2 separate regions of the Ctenopharyngodon idella genome follow, and region 1 is linked to region 2. Evidence: chromatin contacts called from public Hi-C data. All regions are on one chromosome and are shown on one strand. Each heading gives the region's core, a stretch centred on a gene start, on an enhancer-like site or on the middle of the called end of the contact. The rest is flanking DNA. Distances are from core to core; before and after follow the strand shown.

What was found. Hi-C and Micro-C count contacts between places; a contact is called where the count stands out from the background.
Region 1: a contact with region 2 is called in a Hi-C map of muscle, with 6 times the contacts expected there. The contact joins the promoter of sord here to the promoter of mtmr10 in region 2. A contact is called at or near these places in 2 of 2 Hi-C or Micro-C datasets (both in muscle).

What each region holds. Positions count from the first base shown.
Region 1 is chr7:6,779,118-6,784,224 of HZGC01, reverse strand. sord (sorbitol dehydrogenase) reads left to right here and starts at 2,638. Exons shown (of 9, transcript XM_051898753.1): 1 at 2,638-2,828; 2 at 2,911-2,944; 3 at 3,032-3,196; 4 at 3,267-3,426; 5 at 3,514-3,632; 6 at 3,880-3,945; 7 at 4,034-4,212; 8 at 4,364-4,485; 9 at 4,580-5,068. The coding sequence starts at 2,775. The coding sequence ends at 4,745. It overlaps LOC127515282 (a long non-coding RNA gene), which reads right to left and starts at 2,470. Exons shown (of 4, transcript XR_007930805.1): 1 at 2,143-2,470; 2 at 1,566-1,986; 3 at 1,134-1,273; 4 at 873-1,017. It overlaps terb2 (telomere repeat binding bouquet formation protein 2), which reads left to right. Exons shown (of 8, transcript XM_051898754.1): 5 at 64-110; 6 at 197-285; 7 at 541-629; 8 at 726-1,090. The coding sequence ends at 853.
Region 2 is chr7:6,642,993-6,647,721 of HZGC01, reverse strand. It overlaps mtmr10 (myotubularin related protein 10), which reads right to left and starts at 2,474. Exons shown (of 16, transcript XM_051899111.1): 1 at 1,935-2,474; 2 at 977-1,037. The coding sequence starts at 1,994. It overlaps myo1ea (myosin IEa), which reads left to right and starts at 3,898. Exons shown (of 29, transcript XM_051899895.1): 1 at 3,898-4,164. The coding sequence starts at 4,162.

The sequences.
Region 1 (5,107 bases), core at 1,389-3,888, 140 kb before region 2:
TAATGTAAATAATTGTTACATTTAATACTTCATGCCTGGTTACAGTTCCAATTTTTTTCTTAGAAATGAGAGTGGTAATTGGAAGGTTTATTTGGGAAAAGGATGAACAGGTAGGAGAACATGCTGTTGTTAAACCCATGTCTGGCTATTCCACATTGTCATTTGCTAGCTTCTCAGTTGTTATTTATTATTAAAGGTGATGTGTGAAGAACAATTAAAAACTGAAATGTCTGAAGACAGTCTGTCTGATGAGACTGAAGATCAACCAGTGAGAGAGAAGAACAGGTATGCATTAACTAAATATTAAATTAATTTTTTTTTTTTAAATATGTCTGAATTGTATATAGATTTTGTAAGAAAGCATAAATTAATTGTAGTGAATTTTATCTTGAAATCCATACAGTAGTTCATTCATATTGTTCCTTTTCACTTACATAGACACAACTGAGGTCCAAATATTACTTTCACTACCACAGCCCTTTATCTTTATAAAAACATGGTTTAACCTCATGTTATCTTCATGTTCGTGTTATATATTAGCCAGGATGATTACCAGGCTGTTGCATCACCGAACAAAGTGTGTTCATGCTGTGAGATGCGGCAATATCCTGTTAACAACATGATCTCAGGTACTTAATTAACAGATAAAACTGACACCCTACTTTCACCCATAATGCACATATTCTCACATTTCGAAACTGTTTATTGTTATGTCTCTTTTGCAGGATATGCTCATATCGATCAAATGAAGAGGTATTCAGGAGAACTTTATGATTTTCTTCCCTCCCTCCATGGCCATAATGTTTCAAGATCTAATAATGTGACACCTCCTTATTGTCACAAAGAAATGTAATACTGTATATTGTGCCTCGTATAAATCCACTTCTCGTTGTTTCATATGTTTCACTGACAAAAGTATTTAATGCAACTGGGTGTTCATTTTCAGTTTCTGCATATCTCATATGAATCTGCTTCTTCAGTAAATCACACTTTTCCCAGCAATATGAAATCCAATCCCTGTATGTGAACAGAGGTGATTTGATATGGGTTACAGAGAATAGCAATAGTAATATTAAAAGTACATACTTGAAACAAACTGTGTCTGTGTTTATTTTCTGTTGATGGTTAATTACCTTCCAGTGAGGTGGTCTATCCATTAAAGGATTTTCTCTGAGGTCAAGTTTTATAAGTCTGCTGAAAGCAGGGATTAAGTAATCCTCCAGTGATCTGATGCTGTTAAATTTAACAGACAGGATCTGCAGATTTGCCATGTCTGGAAACACATATAAAATTACACATGAGCACTAAAGGGAACAAACAGGAATTTACATCTAATAACCATTAGCAATAATAAAGAGAGTGAAAGATCAACTATTAGTCCTCTAAATGTAGGCCTATATCTAATAAGAGCAAAGCAACAGATCAAAGGTGCAGCGGCTTCTTGTATTGAATTGTATCCGTATTGCCATGTGTTTTTTACTGTGTAAGAATACATTAAAGAGCCACTTGTGGAGAAAAAAGTAGATGTCATAAGTAGTCATTTCATTAAGTGGGAAGTTTCTAACCTGTTAGTGCAGTAGGGATGTGTGTGAAACAGTTCTTGTCCAGATTCATGAAGACCAGAGACTGTAAGTGATTAACCTCTTCCGGGAGGTCTTGAAGTTTATTATCAGCTAAGTTTAACCACTGCAAACTGCTGAGGGCTCCAAATTTTGAAGGTAGGTGTGTAATCTTATTATTATGGAGCCCAAGTTTCTGTAACTTGCTGAGATTACCAATAGATAATGGTATGGAGATGAGACCACATCCAACAGCCCAGAGCTCCCTCAGTTCTCTCAGGTCACCTATTGCTTCTGGGAGCACAGATAATGGGTTGTGGTTTACACCCAGGTAAGTCAGGTGTTTCAGTGATCCAATGTTGCTAGGAAGAACGGTCAGCTGGTTTCCATCCAGTATCAGTTCTTCAAGCTTTTCCAGGTGCAGAATCTAACAGGGGGATGCAAACACGTGATTTCTGCTTACATTAAATGATAACTTATACAATAACGCATTATTATATGATATGTGCTACGAATTAATTCACTTTGTGAGTAGCTAGCTAGTCTGAAAAACACCGTACATAGGTTTGGAGATATGGCTTACCTCGTCAGGTGGTAAAATGAGCTGATTGTTGTTCAGAAACAGTTTTTTCAAGGTAACGAGTCTCGAAATGCCAGGTGGCAAAACAACTAGACCCCGGTGACTCATGTTCAGACTCTCCTGTTGTTTATTGAGACATTCCAGAACCATATCATCTCCGTTCATTTTATTTCATTTAACAAAAACACATACAGGCGCTGTTGAATAGAGAGTTTAGGCGCATCACCATAGTAACAGACAACTTCCGGCATTTCTGGAACTGGGGCTGAATAAGACTAAATAAATGGTGAGGTTCAAGATGCCCACAGAGTTCATAAGCGCAAGTGGGGAAGAATATCTGTCCATATTTTATAGTTATTTTGTATTTATTTACTTTTTAAGAACAATATTAAAATGCAGAAACTAGTCTTTCCTCTACATGTTTTCGTGCAGACTGCGCAGCGCGCAGTTTTGATGTTCTTGAATGACCTGCTGAGAAAACAGGAAGATGTGGGATGGCCGTAAACAAGGGGCGTCAGCGCGTGTGTGAGTGAGAGCGCGCTTGATCAGTACATGAGCCAAATAAGTATATGAACTTTGAGTACACGATTTGTCTGGAGTTTATCAGTTGTTCTATACGTGTATAAGAGAATAAAATGGATAAAGACAACCTCTCCGTGGTCCTGCACTCTAAAGGAGATCTCAGACTGGTAGGACATTTCATGCATTTTGGTGCAGACCTCTGATTGCATTTGCAATTGGTAATTGCAGACTTTTCTGTATCTTTAACAGGAACAGCGTCCGATCCCGGAGCCAGGACCAAATGGTATAGATGTGTGACTAAGCAATATTTCCAAATGCTTTGCAATGATGATTAACATTTTAGTATTCATATTTATCCACTTTTCTACAGATGTTCTACTTCAGATGCACTCTGTGGGCATTTGTGGATCAGACGTGCACTATTGGCAGAACGGCCGCATAGGGGACTATGTGTTGAAACAGCCCATGATACTGGGACATGAAGCCTCTGGTCGTGTGGTGAAAGTGGGATCTGCTGTGACACACCTCAAACCAGGTTAGTTCTGGATTTGTTATAATTTAACAGTTATACTTGGATTAATTGTGTCTTTCATTTTTGTACCCAGGAGACAGAGTTGCCGTTGAGCCTGGAGTTCCTCGTGAAGTAGACGAGTTCTTTAAATCTGGACACTACAACCTTTCTCCCAGCATATTCTTCTGTGCCACTCCTCCAGATGATGGAAACCTGTGCAGATACTACAAACACAGTGCTAACTTCTGCTACAAGTCAGATCACTATTACTGGACAAATTATAAGTCCATAGTTCTTTCATTCTGTGCGTAATAATCATATGTATGGCTGTGTGCGTGCAGACTTCCCGATAATGTGACTTATGAGGAGGGAGCCCTGATTGAGCCTCTGTCAGTGGGCATTCATGCCTGCAGGAGGGCAGGAGTCACTCTCGGAAGCTCAGTGTTTGTCTGCGGTGCAGGTCAGCCATCTCTAATGATTGCACATATTTATGCAACTGTTACATATTAACTAGCCAATCAGTGTATTGACCTCTGACATCTTGGCCTCTGCCAATTTTTCTAATGTGTCAGCACTGTAAAATATATATCTAATATCACTGCAACATTTTTAGAAATGTCATCTTTATAACATGACTTTTGAAATATGTGACTGGTTATAGCAAACAAAGACTGTATATAAATATATGTTTGTTTTCTTCAACAAAGGACCAATCGGACTAGTTTCTTTGTTGGCGGCCAAAGCCATGGGTGCTTCACAAGTAATAATAAGTGGTAATGTATATGATCAGTATGTATAAAAAGTAATTATATATGTATAAATTGCACATAGAAAAAATATATTTTGAATCTGTATTTGTAGACTTGTCCTCTGATCGGCTTGCCAAGGCTAAAGAGATCGGAGCAGACTTCCTGCTTCATGTGAAGAAAGAGGATGAACCACAGGACATAGCCAAAAAAGTGGAGGGAATGCTGGGTTGCATGCCTCAAATCAGCATTGAATGCACTGGAGTGCAGAGCAGCATTCAAACAGCCATCTATGCAAGTTTGATGACAAAAATAAAGTCATACTGCTTTCACATTATTGGAAAACTCCATTTTGCCGTCATAATTGTTTGAGTGTTTAGACATGCTAAAATCATTGATCATACTTGGACCTACTTTTTGTGCTGATTATATTGTTTTTGTCTAGGCTACTCGTTCAGGAGGAGTGGTTGTGTTGGTTGGGCTTGGTACTGAGATGACCACCGTACCTCTTCTGAATGCAGCAGTCAGAGAAGTTGACATCAGAGGTGTATTCCGCTATTGTAATACGTAAGTGGGACCACAAGGGCTAGAGATTTACTTATGACTGTTTCTTTTTCTCTTTTTTGCACTTTTACTTATGATACCTCATTGTTTTTTCCAGCTGGCCGATGGCCATTGCTATGTTGGCATCTAAGAAGATAAACGTCAAGCCCCTGGTCACCCACCGTTTCCCGCTGGAGCAGGCTGTACAGGCCTTTGAGACCACCCGTCAGGGTCTGGGGGTTAAAGTCATGTTAAAATGTGACAAGAATGACCAGAACCCATGAGATCAACTACCAGGCCCACATCTGATTATTGCCTTGCTACAGTCACTTGAATACATTTGTTTAATCCAGCTGATTTTGAGAGTAACCTCACTATCTTTTCTCAGGTACAGCAGTCATAGGAATTTAGTGATTCTCTTTACAGTGGATGTAATAATTAAATTATAAATATTTTTTGTAATTTATGAATCATGAAAAGTGTTAAAATTTAATTTTATGTAACATTGTCAGAGTGCAGTTTTTAATGGCATGCTAGAATAATAGCAGGTCATTTTTACAACTTATTTACCTTGATCTTGTTAACAAAAAAATGAATCTTTACCAAACTTCAGTTGTCTGTGTAGTTATTTTAAGTACAGTTCTCA
Region 2 (4,729 bases), core at 1,225-3,724:
TATGGATCATATGTAATATAAATAAGATGTAAATAAACTTTAAATATGATGTGACCTTACATGTTTGAGTCTCTATCGCTATATATTATCAACTATATTAACTAACTTCACAAGTTTCACTTGCACTGATAGAGCAAGATCATTTCTTTTATTTGTTCTCTTTCATGGACAAGTATATTCTTTAGTGTAAATGAGTTTAAATACTTAATTTTCTTCAATCTCTTAACCTTCAGCAAAAGAGATTTGAATCGCGCTGGCTCTCTCGCGAGAAGTGAATCACAGTTTCTTTCTGTTGCAAGGCATGTGATTGGCTGTTTGCCACTGATGTCACGCATTCATGTGCACATGGTCCACAAACTCAGGACCAAAGCCTGAGTTGACAGAGAAAGTTGATGATCAGCATCATGGTACCAACAAAGCCGGATTGGAGTGGTTTGGTTTTGTCAACTCGAAACTAATCCTATAACCCTGAGTTTGTTCAACTACCATCATGGTACAGGCCCCGGGTTAGCCATGAATCATAAGTTACTATAATGATGAACATCGCTTAAAGTTGAGCCACTTTCATAGTGCCTGAAACCCAGGCTTGCCACAAACTAAACTGAAACATACCTGGCTATCCACCTAAACTGTCTTCATGGTATAGGCCCCAGTTCTGGTTTGCGATCTCTTACCCAGAAACCCAGATCTCTAACCCTGAATAAAACCTGCTCCAGAGAAGGTTAGCCAGAAATCACGGCGAAGAATACTTCTTGAACCCAAAAAAACAGAGTTTGCTCAAACTAAACTCACACTTACCTGGGTAGCCACAGAAACCAGCTTTGTGAAATAGGACACAGGAGTTTGAAACTACATTCAATTACCAGACCAAATCTTCAACTACCAAGTCACACCTCCCCAACCCTGTGAAGTTGTTTGTGAAGAGGACTGATGCACCTACGGTTTTCCAAAGTAAATAGATTTTAAAATCACTCACCTGGTAGAAGTTTTGCTTCTAGTTTCTTGATGGGCAGTTGAGGACTTTTATTTGAATCCGTCTGTGAAACATTAAGAACACTTAAAATCACCTAACCATTTTCAAGTATACAAGACAAAGTGTTGACTAGGTCTTCTTTACTCTTACATTTTTCTCTTGACCATAGATGAAATATCAACACTTTTAAGGAGTTGTCATTTCATCTCAATATCAACATTTGTAACATCTTGTCAATCAAATTGATTAACTGATTAATTTTGTGTCTCTGGAAAAGAGTGATTTGTGACATTGCATTATGTTGAATATAAAAGGTTTTGTGTCTATTTGTTAATGGGGAATTTGTGGACAGATTAATGTTTTTAGATCTGTGGAGTAAAAACTTTCTTTTTTTTTTTAACTGAAAAGATAAAATTATACCCTTGTGGTAAGATGTCTCCCCGTAACATGCTATTGTTATTATTATATTGTAACTAATCATATATGTAATTCATGGGGTTATTATCCAATAATTTCATGACATAGATGTACATTTCAGACACTTTGCTAATCGCTACTCGTTTGGTTTCCTTACAAACACATTGACAGATGCATCGCCCATAGCACACGCTATTTAATTTAATGTAATTAATATTTAAATATGATACAATTTAAAAGTAAATCCACATTGTTCTTAAAGGAGGCATCTTTCCCTACATGTCTGAAAACATGGTAGTGCCGTGGTCCTTTTTAGATATTAACTGAACAACAAAGTAACCACTGTGAACAGCTGACACCTAAGTTACAGAATATACCACTATCAAACCAAGTGAAGAAGACTGCACTACAGTATGAGGTTACCAGTCGTCCAGATGTCAAACACATGGGGTGACACAGTTTTCTTAACATAATAGTTCAATAAATGAGACTGATTACTCTTGTCTTTAGCTGCTAGTCGTTAGCATGCTAGTGTCTCACTCACCTGAAGTGGAGGAAGATAAGACTTAAAAGTAGGCTTCGTTTGTTTACCGGAGAACATCATTTAAACGGGACGATTTGACAAAAATGCGAACTGTAAATCCATATAAAAGCGTCTTAAAACTGTTAAAAATGTAAGCCAAATTGTTTTTGGTTACTTCAGACCTTCAAAGCCAGGGTTTCTTCAGTAGACGATGCATTTAAATGCATAATTTCCATAAATTCAAAAGTAGTTTTTAGTCTCTGGTATGTATGCATGCAGTAGTATCTCAGCTGGATCTGGTCTGTCCCGCTTAAGTCTCTTCGTTAGCGGCTGTCAAACTCAAACTTTTGCTGCTAGTTTCCCCACTCTAAACATTCACGTCATGTTCAGTCTTCTTGCTTGATTCAACAGTTTGAGTGTGTGTGAGTCCTGTGGTGCTGCTGCAGACGGGCTCAGTCCTCTAATTCAACGTTTGTCTTCAGTTCAGCCATGTTTATTAAAGGCGAAATGGGGAGGTGCAGCGTGCTTCAGCTCTGGACCACAAAAAAACAGGAGTGAGCTATGCCTATGGCGAGCCCTGTGGACCATTGGAGCGTTCTGTTTTTAAACACGAATATTCATTTTGTCCATTAAAATTAGAAAATTATTAAGTACTTCAACACATTTATTTTTGAGTCAAAATGTGAACCTTGAGCTGGAATTTAGCCTGCTAGAAATGTATATTCGAATGCAGAGAACACACTTTATAATTATTTCAAAAGCCCACTATTTAAATGAGTCGTAAGTGCGTTGCGATGTCGAAAAAAGCATGCATATTAATAGATAGTTTTCATATTATGGATATTTCAGTTCGAGTGTATTATTGGACTCTTAACGCCACCTGCTGGAATGATCGGAATCCTGCACGCACGCACAGAGTTTCTCCAAGTGGCGCTCGCTGCAGAGCCAAATAATGGTCCAGCTCCCCCTCTGGACTTCGGTTTGAGCTTGACCTAGTCCAGCTCCACCTCCCGTGGATCTAAAGGGTTTAAGGATAGAGTTACGGGTAATACATTACTGCTTTACTCAGAATACACTTACTCAAATAGAATTATTTAAAATGTTATAATCCAGTTGTAATTGGCTTGTAAAGGTAAAATTTTAATTGTAAATGGCCTGTAATGGTCGGTAAGATTTTTTTTTTTTTTTTTTTGAAATCTCATGCTCGTGACGCTGCATTTATATGATCATAAATGTGAAACGTAATATTGTGAAATATTATTACAATTTAAAGTCTCTGTTTTCTATTTTTAATATATTATACAAATTAGAGTGAATTATTTTGTTAAGCCTTTTTATTTGTTAGCCCGGATTTGACTGCCGTTCATGTGTATGATCTGTCAAGTTTCTCTCAAAATGTTGTCAAAGGTTCTTCAAAAAAGGTTCACCTTGAAATACAAGCTGTTCAAATGTGAATATGAGATCGCAAGGTTATGGCTGGGGAAAGATTTTTGTCAAATTTTAATACGAACATTTCATAGCATATGATGAATTGATATAGAATGTAATTTTATAGAAATATAATATTAATAATATTAATAATATATTTATATAAATATCAAATTTTTCCAATATATAAAAATGAAATTGGGTTTAAACTAGTAAAGCATCTTATTGTAAGCTTTTTTTCTTAATAGAATGTGACATCAACATAAATACATAAATGTAAATACATAAATAGAGATAACATATACATCATTTTATACATACATACAACAATAAAATTTGCTTCCATAATATTTCTGTATTGTATTCTACCTAATGGTTCATTGCAGTAATGTAGTACCGGTAATTTATTTTACGCAGCCACACTGCGCATATATCACACGCTTTAATACACCCGAAATCATCTGGTGGGATTCCCTTTGGAATGACGCGCTGAGCGGCGCTCCTATTGGCCAAAGGCAACGCACGAAATTCTCCATTTATGGGTTGTTTGCCACTTTGATTCCGTCAAACAGCAGCCACAAAGTTCAACTTTGTAGAGCAGACGCTCACTGCAGAACAGTCAGTGCGCTCGAGTTTACCGGTGCGGTGTACACTATTATGGAGCGACAACACTGGTCCTGAGGAGGCATTAAACAGCACGAGAGGCCAAAAGAGACTGTGACATCACACCGAGAATTTCAAGAGGTTTATTTTATTTTAATAAACAGTTACAAAACGGATTATAACAGAAGATCGGCTGCGCTGTAATATACGAATAAAAATGGTGAGTGAAAATGTATTTCTCATCACAGTCGCGTAGAAAAACACAAGGGATAACTGCTCCTGTTTTGTAAACTGTTTTCCAGCACCCTTATCGCTGCGTGGTGTTATTGTTTTCAACTTCTTTCTGTAGTCTCATACCTATGGATGTGACCATGAACTGAATCTTATAATGTAGCCTACTTATAATGTAGCCTAATTGGCATCATAAATTCTTAAAATTCGGACAAAAAGCTTTTCAGTGTGATCAAAATAAATACTTCTACTCAAAAATAAGTAATTTTACTAAACATGTTTTTTCCATTCTAGATGAATTACAGACATTTAAGTTTATCAGGGATTTGTGAATGTGCATGCACCTTATGCACATTTTAAGATGACTTTTTTATTCTATGGCCACGTTATTGTTGTTATTATTATTATTATTATGAACATATCATGAATGTAGTGACTGGTCTACTGGACAAGCACCCTCAGCTGGGTGTCATGTTTAGCTATTGTTTGTCATACATCTCTTGTTCACTTAGACAGAAACAAACGCTCTGTCCCAACCCTACTGAACAGGATGT